2 separate regions of the Capsicum annuum genome follow, and region 1 is linked to region 2. The links are chromatin contacts, called in public Hi-C maps. All regions are on one chromosome and are shown on one strand. The core of a region is the stretch at or near the end of the contact, and the rest is flanking DNA. Distances in the headings are between cores, read along the strand shown. Region 1 holds the start of LOC107854914 (cytokinin dehydrogenase 6). Region 2 holds the start of LOC107854912 (probable glycerol-3-phosphate dehydrogenase [NAD(+)] 1, cytosolic).

Region 1 (4,125 bases), core at 594-3,093, 140 kb before region 2:
TAGGACCAACTCCTCTTTTTAGAATTTGAGAAAGAAACTATTAACTATCCAATTCCATTGATCAAATTGATCTTCTGACCTCTTGCTTCCAAGAGGGTAGAATTAAGTGACTTAATTAACCGTAATCAAATGCTATGTACTTTTATAATTTATCACTTAATCATAGTAAATTAGTGCTTGTATCAAATCCAGGCAACTTTCTTTCTGCTCGAGTACTCTAATATCAACCAAAACTTTACTTTTAAACAGCTCTTCCACCCTTTTTACCCTGAAGTCTCACACTCTCAATTACCCTATAACCCGTGGTGGTAAATGACATAATCATAATATCCTGAATTTTGATTATTTCATCAACACAAATATCAGATAATATTCGCCTACAAAGGTTAAGCTGATAAAGGTGAATATATCCACTTGGCTTTCCAAATGTGTATATATAATCCTGGCAACTTAATTTATTCAAGATTTGAAATGATGATAGCTTCACGGATCTTCCATCAATTCATTGGCCTACAATGCAAAGACAAGATAATCCCCCAAAATGTAAGAACCATATCTCTGAATCTAACCATGCTGCTGGTCCGAGTTCACAAAAGCAATAATAAATGTAAAAAAAAGGAAGGGGATAGCCCAGTGCACTAAATCACCTACTATGCGCGGGATTCAGCGCCGGACTGGACCACAAGAGAGTATTATATGCAGTCTAGCCTTGCATTTCTGCTAGAGATTGTTTTCACGGCTTGAACTCACGACCTCCTGATCAGTAGTCACATGACAACTTTACCGGTTGCTCCGATGATCCATTCGGAAAAAAAAAAAAAAGCAATAATCTGATTCTGATTCTCTTGCCTGTTATAGGATCCAAATAGCAGCAAAGAATAGAGATAGACATTAAAGATAGATCAGCATAAAAACCAATGGATCATAAATAAATCACTCAAACAAAAAAAGAGGATTGAGTTTATCTAGTACAAAAATTTTACTAGCTTCTTTTTTGGAGCAAATCTACAAACACAAACAATAGAATGATTCTTTATTTGTCCATTTGTTGGGTACTAAGGCATCAATACTAAATGCATTTGAAGCAAAAAGAATAGGCAAAGAATATTAATTTCTGTGTTTCTTTTAGTGCATATGACCAGTGGCCCCTTTTTTAAGAGGTCCCAAACAATAAAAAAAGGAGTCATAGTTAACTTTTTTTTTCTCTTTGCTATACAAAAAGCATGCATTTTCTTGGAAATTAACGTATCATGTGGACCCATATTTAGATGCCATCTAGCCCTTGTGCAGTGTCCCTTTCATTCAATCTGAATACAGATACGCAATGTTTGCCTTTCAACAACAAAACGGGTATTCAAGAAAATGCCAACTAGTATGTAACCCTAGCCCAAAGGTATCTTCTAAGTAAATTAATTCAAGACTTTGCATGACCAAGTTATAAGATTGAAATTAATCATAACAACTGTTAAACAAAAGGTTTAAAAAAAAAAAGAAAAAAAAAACTGTGGAAGGAACTGTTAAGAAAAGTTCACAGATCGAGGAAATCTTTCTTTTTTGATGACTTTTTCTCTTCAACATGGCATATGTGATGGCTGGCTTTATATAGTCTTATGGGCTAATTTGGTATAATGGACAAAGGATAACTAATTCTGCGATTATTTTTAGGATGAATTTATCTCATGTTTGGTTGGAATAAAATCATGAGATAACTTATTTCGAAATTATAATATTATTTTTATCCTACATTGATGTTGAAATAACAATTTTAAAATAACTAATCATGAAATAACTTTTTCTCAACCTAACTAACCCTATATAAGTGTAAACTAAAGGCACCCAAACAAAAGGGAACTCAAAAGAAAAATCCTTCAAATTCTCCTACTTAAAGTAGTCAGTCTTCCCACGGTTTCTTTACCACTCAATATAAGTTGACTCTGCCACTCATATAATCTTAAATCTCTCCCCTTTAAATTTCCTTCTCAACTCTTCACCCATTGCTCTTCTATACTATAGAAAATATAATCTTTCTTTCTATTCTTTTCCCTTTTAACGAAGAGATGACGTGCCAAAGCTTTGTATTGACCCAAAAAAAGAACGTTTTGTTCCTAAGAAGCTTCACAATTATGGTGTCAGTTTGGGTAATAACCAAACCAAACCTTTGTTTCTCTAGTGTGCTTTCCTCATTGAAGGCTCTTGATCTACAAGGCCATATCACTTTCGAAAACAATGAATTTGCATCCCAGGATTTTGGGAACCAAATTCATGCCCACCCTTTAGCAGTAGTCCATCCGAAATCCGTTGCTGATATTTCAGAGATAGTAAGACATGTCTGGCAAATGGGACCGGGATCAGAACTGTCCGTGGCTGCACGAGGCCACGGTCATTCCCTTCTAGGCCAGGCGCAAGCGCGAGGAGGAGTTATAATCAACATGGAGTCACTGCAGCAAGGTCAAGAAATGCAAGTCTACAGGGGGCAATTCCCTTATGTAGATGTGTCAGCTGGTGAATTGTGGATAAACATACTGCATGAGACATTGAAATATGGACTAGCACCAAAATCTTGGACTGATTACCTCCATCTTACTGTTGGAGGTACTTTGTCTAATGCTGGCATCAGTGGACAGGCATTTCGTCACGGCCCTCAAATCAGTAATGTCCGCCAGCTGGAGGTTGTTACAGGTTTGAAGATTGTTCCGAAACTAATTGATTTCAGTACGACTAGCAATTAAGCTAAAGGCGGTATGGCAGAATAACAGAAAAATGGTTATAAGACAATTTACCCAAGTTATTTCCTTGTATTTTTGGTCTGACGTGATATGTTAGTTATTGAAGACTAAAATAACAAGCTACAAACAATTTCATAGTACAAGTTGGAATTTGACCGTTAATTTCAACAAATATGCTAAGACCACTCATTTTCATTCGACAAATATCAAATAATTTAAGCAAAATTTCAGCTCGTGAACTAATTTACATATCTTGAATGGGACTCATTGCAGGAAAAGGAGAAGTCCTGATTTGTTCACAAGAACAGAATGCTGACCTCTTTCATGCTGTTCTAGGAGGACTTGGTCAGTTTGGCATAATAACTAGGGCAAGAATCTCTCTTGAACGAGCCCCGAAAATGGTAAAAATTGGCACCATAGTGTTCAAGACTATACGATTTAAGCCATTCGAGTTTTATTGAACGTGTGTTTTTTCCTTAATCAACAGGTGAAATGGATAAGAGTGTTGTACTCTGATTTCTTCACATTTGCTAGAGACCAAGAGCATTTGATAGCTGCAGCAAAAACATTTGATTACATAGAAGGGTTGGTGATTAAGAACAAAACAGGTTTAATAAATAACTGGAGAACATCTTTTGACCCTCAAGATCCTGTTCAAGCCAGCCACTTTGTATCAGATGGAAGAACACTCTATTGCCTTGAACTAACCAAAAATATATACCCCGAAAAGGCCGATACAGTAAACCAGGTAAAGCATGTTCATAACTTGAAAAAAAGGCTTATTTTTTGATGAAATAATTCTCATGTAAGTGCTTGTTGTTTCATGCAGGAAATTGAGGACTTACTATCCCAATTAAGTTATATTCCATCAACATTATTTATGTCAGAAGTTACATATATAGAGTTTTTGGACAGAGTTCATGCATCAGAGCTAAAACTTCGATCGAAAGGACTATGGGATCTTCCTCATCCATGGCTCAACCTTCTAGTCCCTAAAAGCAAAATACAACACTTTGCTAATGAAGTTTTTGGCAACATCCTGAGTGATACCAACAGTGGCCCTGTTCTTGTCTATCCAATTCATAAATCAAAGTAATTTCCTTTTACATAACGTTCCGTATGTACAAAATATCTATTACTAGACAATCAATTGACATGTTTACTTCTTTTTTTTTTTGTCAGGGTGGACAATAGAACTTCATTTGTTTGTCCAGATGAAGATATTATCTATCTTGTGGCCTTTTTATCCCATGCAAATCCCTCATCAAATGGAGCTGACAGTTTAAGACATGCTTTAACTCAGAACAAAAGAATTTTAGACTTCTGTGGAGTTTCACACCTTGGAGTCAAACAATATTTGCCTCATTACACAACACAGGAACAATGGAGGACCCACTTT
Region 2 (4,316 bases), core at 1,131-3,630:
CATAAACGTAATAATTTTTTGTAGGTATTAGTCGTCATATATAATTTAGGACTTCATACATATGTAGTTTTACTAAAATAAGGAAATGTTCTACTAATAAACATTTAGTTATTTTTAAATTCTTAAATATAGAAAATTATAAAAAATAATTTTATTTATTGCGGAGTTTTTTAATAAAGAATAAAAAGTTCAAGCAACGCTTTTAAGATACTTCACATTTTTAATATAGTATATATATAGATATAGATATAGAAATATATAAAAAGCAAAAGCAAGTAGCCTTTTTCCGTAAAGTTATAAAATCTGATGTGCATCATTTAAATGTAATTTTTTCCTTAAATTAGATATTCATATTTGAAATTTACTACATGCATGATATTGATGATGATTACTATAAATATTTCCTACAAAATATTATTACATAATATTTAAATTTAATTATTATAGAGAAATAATTTGATTAAAAAAATATATTATTATTATAATAAATATCATTGTCGATATATATAAAATGAAAAATCACCTCTGTGAAGAAAGTCATGTTACTATCACGAGGGGTCTTATAAATTTAATTATTATAGAGAAACAATTTGATTAAAAAATATATTATTATTATAATAAATGTCATTGTCGATATATATAAAATGAAAAATCACCTCTGTGAAGAAAATCATGTTACTATCACGAGGGGTCTTATAAATTTAATTATTATAGAGAAATAATTTGATTAAAAAATATATTATTATTATAATAAATAACATTGTCGATATATATAAAATGAAAAATCACCTCTGTGAAGAAAATCATGTTACTATCACGAGGGGTCATTATATAGATCTGTGTACTCCTGTTAAATTAACTAAATAATTGAGCAATATCAATAATATGGGAGAAAATGGTCAAAGCCCTCAACTTTTATTTCAAATCTCAACTACATATTTTTATACTTTGCGGGGTCCTATGCCCCCTGAACCATTTTAAAGTGAAATTATTACCTTCCAAAGCCTGACAACCACTCATTTTGGATAAGGTGTGATGCACGTGTCAACAGCATTTTGATACGTGTTTTTTATTTAAAATTAATTTTTATTTACTTTTTTTTTTAATCACTTTTTATCATTTTTCATCATTTTTTCACCATTACTTTTCATCTCTTTTTCCTTTCAAACTTTATTATTCCTACTTCTATGCAAATAATTTTTCCACAATCTTGAAGTGGAAAATAATGAACAATATCGAATTTAAAATTTTCAACGATCTTGAATTCGAAAATAATAAACAACATCGAATTTGAAAATTTCCGACAACCTTGAAGTGGGAAACATGATCATATAATTATTAAATTTCCGACGATCTTAAATCCGGAAACAACGAACAATATCAATTTCAAAATTTTCAACAACCTTGAAGCCGGAAACAATGAACAATATGGAATTTAAAATTTTCAATGACCTTAAAGTTGGAAACAATAGAGAATTTTAAAATTTTCGACGACCTTGAAGTCGGAAATAATGGACAATACCCATTTTAAAATTTACGACGACCTTAAAGTCGGAAATAATGGACAATATTGATTTTAAAATTTTCGATGATCTTGAAGTCGGAAATAATAAACAACATCGAATTTAAAATTTTCGACAACCTTGAAGTGAGAAACAATGAACAATATCAATTTTTAAATTTCCGACGATCTTAAATTCGGAAACAACGAAGAATATCAATTTCAAAATTTTCGACGACCTTGATGCCGGAAACAATGAACAATACCAAATTTCAAATTTTCAATAACCTTAAAGTCAGAAACAATAGAAAGTTTTAAAATTTTCAACGACCTTCAAGTCGGAAACAATGGACAATACCCATTTTAAATTTTACGACGACTTTGAAGTCATAAATAATGGATAATATCGATTTTAAAATTTCCGACAATCTTGAAGTTGGAAACAATGAACAATACATATTTTGAAATTTTCGATGAATTTAAAGTCGAAACCAATTGATTTTGTGTTTGAAGATAAGAAAAATGATAAATTAATTTTAAATGTCATTGATGAGTTCTTGGAAAGAACATGAAGATGAAGAAGAAAAAGAAGAAAGAAAAAGAATAATTAAATCTGAATAAAGAAAATGAATAAAGAAAATAAAGAAATATTTAAAATAAATTTTTAATAAAAAAATTTGTGCTCACTCTCTGTTATGTCAGCATTAAGGAATATCAATTCCACTTAAAAATAGTTCAGAAGGTCATATTACATCACAAAGTATAAGTGTAATTGATATTTCGACTAAAGGTTAGGGTAATAAACTATTTTCTCATGGGGTCCTACCTATATAATTTCTGCAAAGCTTTATCGTGAACCAACTCATGCTAAGAAACCTTTTGATACATGGGATAAAGCAGAATATTCAAAATTAAATTGAAGTTTAATCTTATACCTTCATCAAATATACAATAACTTCAAACTTAAATCCTAGATATTAATCACCTTCATCAAATATACAATAATTTTAAACTTAAATCCTAAATATTTCTCCTTTTTACATCTAATAACTTAAGTACATATTACTGGTTCAAAAATTATAAACGGAGTACTATATTATTTTTGAGGAGTATCAAGAAAAAAATGGCAAAGGCGAGGTGACTAATTTCTGGGAAGCAAATGAAGAGAAATTTGCATAACACTATTAATATTCACACTTGCCTCTTTCCAAATCCATGTTTTTCACACTTTTCAAAAAAAACATTGCCAACTCATTTCTAGAAGCCATCTAATGTCATCCCACGAATGCTATAGCCGCAAACGCGTCAACCTTTCTTCTCTTGTCGGTCACTTTTGTTCAACATTTATAAAGGGGTTGTTTTACCTATGTTGTCCTTGTACTTGACGGAGGTTTCAAAGCTTGCTTGAATATTCCTTCTACCTGAAACCATCTACTATGTTTTAGATAAAAAGCCATGTGAAAAAAATCACATTTTTTGGTTTTGTTTATAGTTCTTGAATGCTTCAGTGTGCCAAAGATTTGATTTCGGTAAGGTGGTCTTGATTTTCTTGATATAAAACGATGTACCTTTCTTGAATTTGGGTATTTTTGATATAATTAAGAAATTAGGGGTTGATTCATACGAGTGCTTGATCTTTGATTATTAGTGAAATTGGTGGAACATTATAGTTTCTTGTTTATGCATTTGATTTTGAAGATTGAGAAAGTTCAAGTCTCTGTATTTGCAATTGATTGATAGATTTGAGTTGTTGGGGTTATTGGGAATAGTTTGAAATTTTGATAGAAAACAAGATGGTTGGATCTACGGAAGGAGTAACGAGTAATAAGTACCCGAATGGGTTGATTCAAAGTACTAATGGTTCTGTAGAGGAGAAGGTCGATGAGCTACGTCGAATTTTTGGTAAAGTGGATGGTGATCCATTGAGAATTGTGGGTGTTGGAGCAGGAGCATGGGGCAGTGTATTTGTAGCAATGTTGCAGGATGCATATGGGAATTTACGAGAGAAGGTGCAGATTAGAATATGGAGGAGAGCTGGAAGAGATGTTGATAAAGCAACTGCTGAGCATTTATTTGAGGTGATCAATTCAAGGGAAGATGTGTTAAGGAGGCTGATTAGACGATGTGCATACTTGAAGTATGTTGAGGCAAGATTAGGTGATAGGACACTACATGCCGATGAGATTTTGAAAGATGGCTTTTGTTCGAATATGATTGACACGCCACTTTGCCCTTTAAAGGTCGTTACCAATTTGCAGGAGGCTGTGTGGGATGCTGATATTGTCATTAATGGTTTGCCATCAACAGAAACTAGGGAAGTATTTCAAGAAATTAGTCGGTATTGGAAGGAACGTATTACTGTTCCGGTCATTATATCCTTGGCAAAGGGAATAGAGGCCGAGCTCGGGCCTGAACCCCGCATTGTTACCCCAACACAAATGATTAACAGAGCAAGTAAGAGAATCTTTTCCCATACTGTTGAATTATTCTTCCAAACTTGTACTTTACTTTTCCCCTGTGATATTTATTTAGTTAATAACTTCATTGTTGTAATGTTGACTACTTGGGAGCTGACAAGGTTAATGGCGGAATAATTTTCTTTTTTCCTGTTTGCCATGTGGGCGCTATCGTGCTCTTTCTACTTCCGGACAGATCATATTTTATTTGTAGTAGTGAAAAATGTGACTGATCCTTGGAGCACTTAATAAATGTTTCTTAGATGCTTGAAAAGAATTCAGCATGTTTGTTTCTTCTGCTGACTTGAGCATTTAGCTTCCAATAAACTTAGTTCGAAAACATTTCTCGGTTAATTTAC

Evidence for each region. Hi-C and Micro-C count contacts between places; a contact is called where the count stands out from the background.
Region 1: a Hi-C map of leaf shows a contact between it and region 2, with 3 times the contacts expected there. The contact joins the promoter of LOC107854914 here to the promoter of LOC107854912 in region 2. A contact is called at or near these places in 2 of 5 Hi-C or Micro-C datasets (leaf and placenta).

The regions. Positions count from the first base shown.
Region 1 is chr1:151,309,314-151,313,438 of UCD10Xv1.1, reverse strand. LOC107854914 (cytokinin dehydrogenase 6) reads left to right here and starts at 1,843. Exons shown (of 5, transcript XM_016699910.2): 1 at 1,843-2,679; 2 at 3,000-3,127; 3 at 3,214-3,474; 4 at 3,556-3,818; 5 at 3,909-4,125. The coding sequence starts at 2,058.
Region 2 is chr1:151,173,067-151,177,382 of UCD10Xv1.1, reverse strand. It overlaps LOC107854912 (probable glycerol-3-phosphate dehydrogenase [NAD(+)] 1, cytosolic), which reads left to right and starts at 2,380. Exons shown (of 5, transcript XM_016699907.2): 1 at 2,380-3,955. The coding sequence starts at 3,295.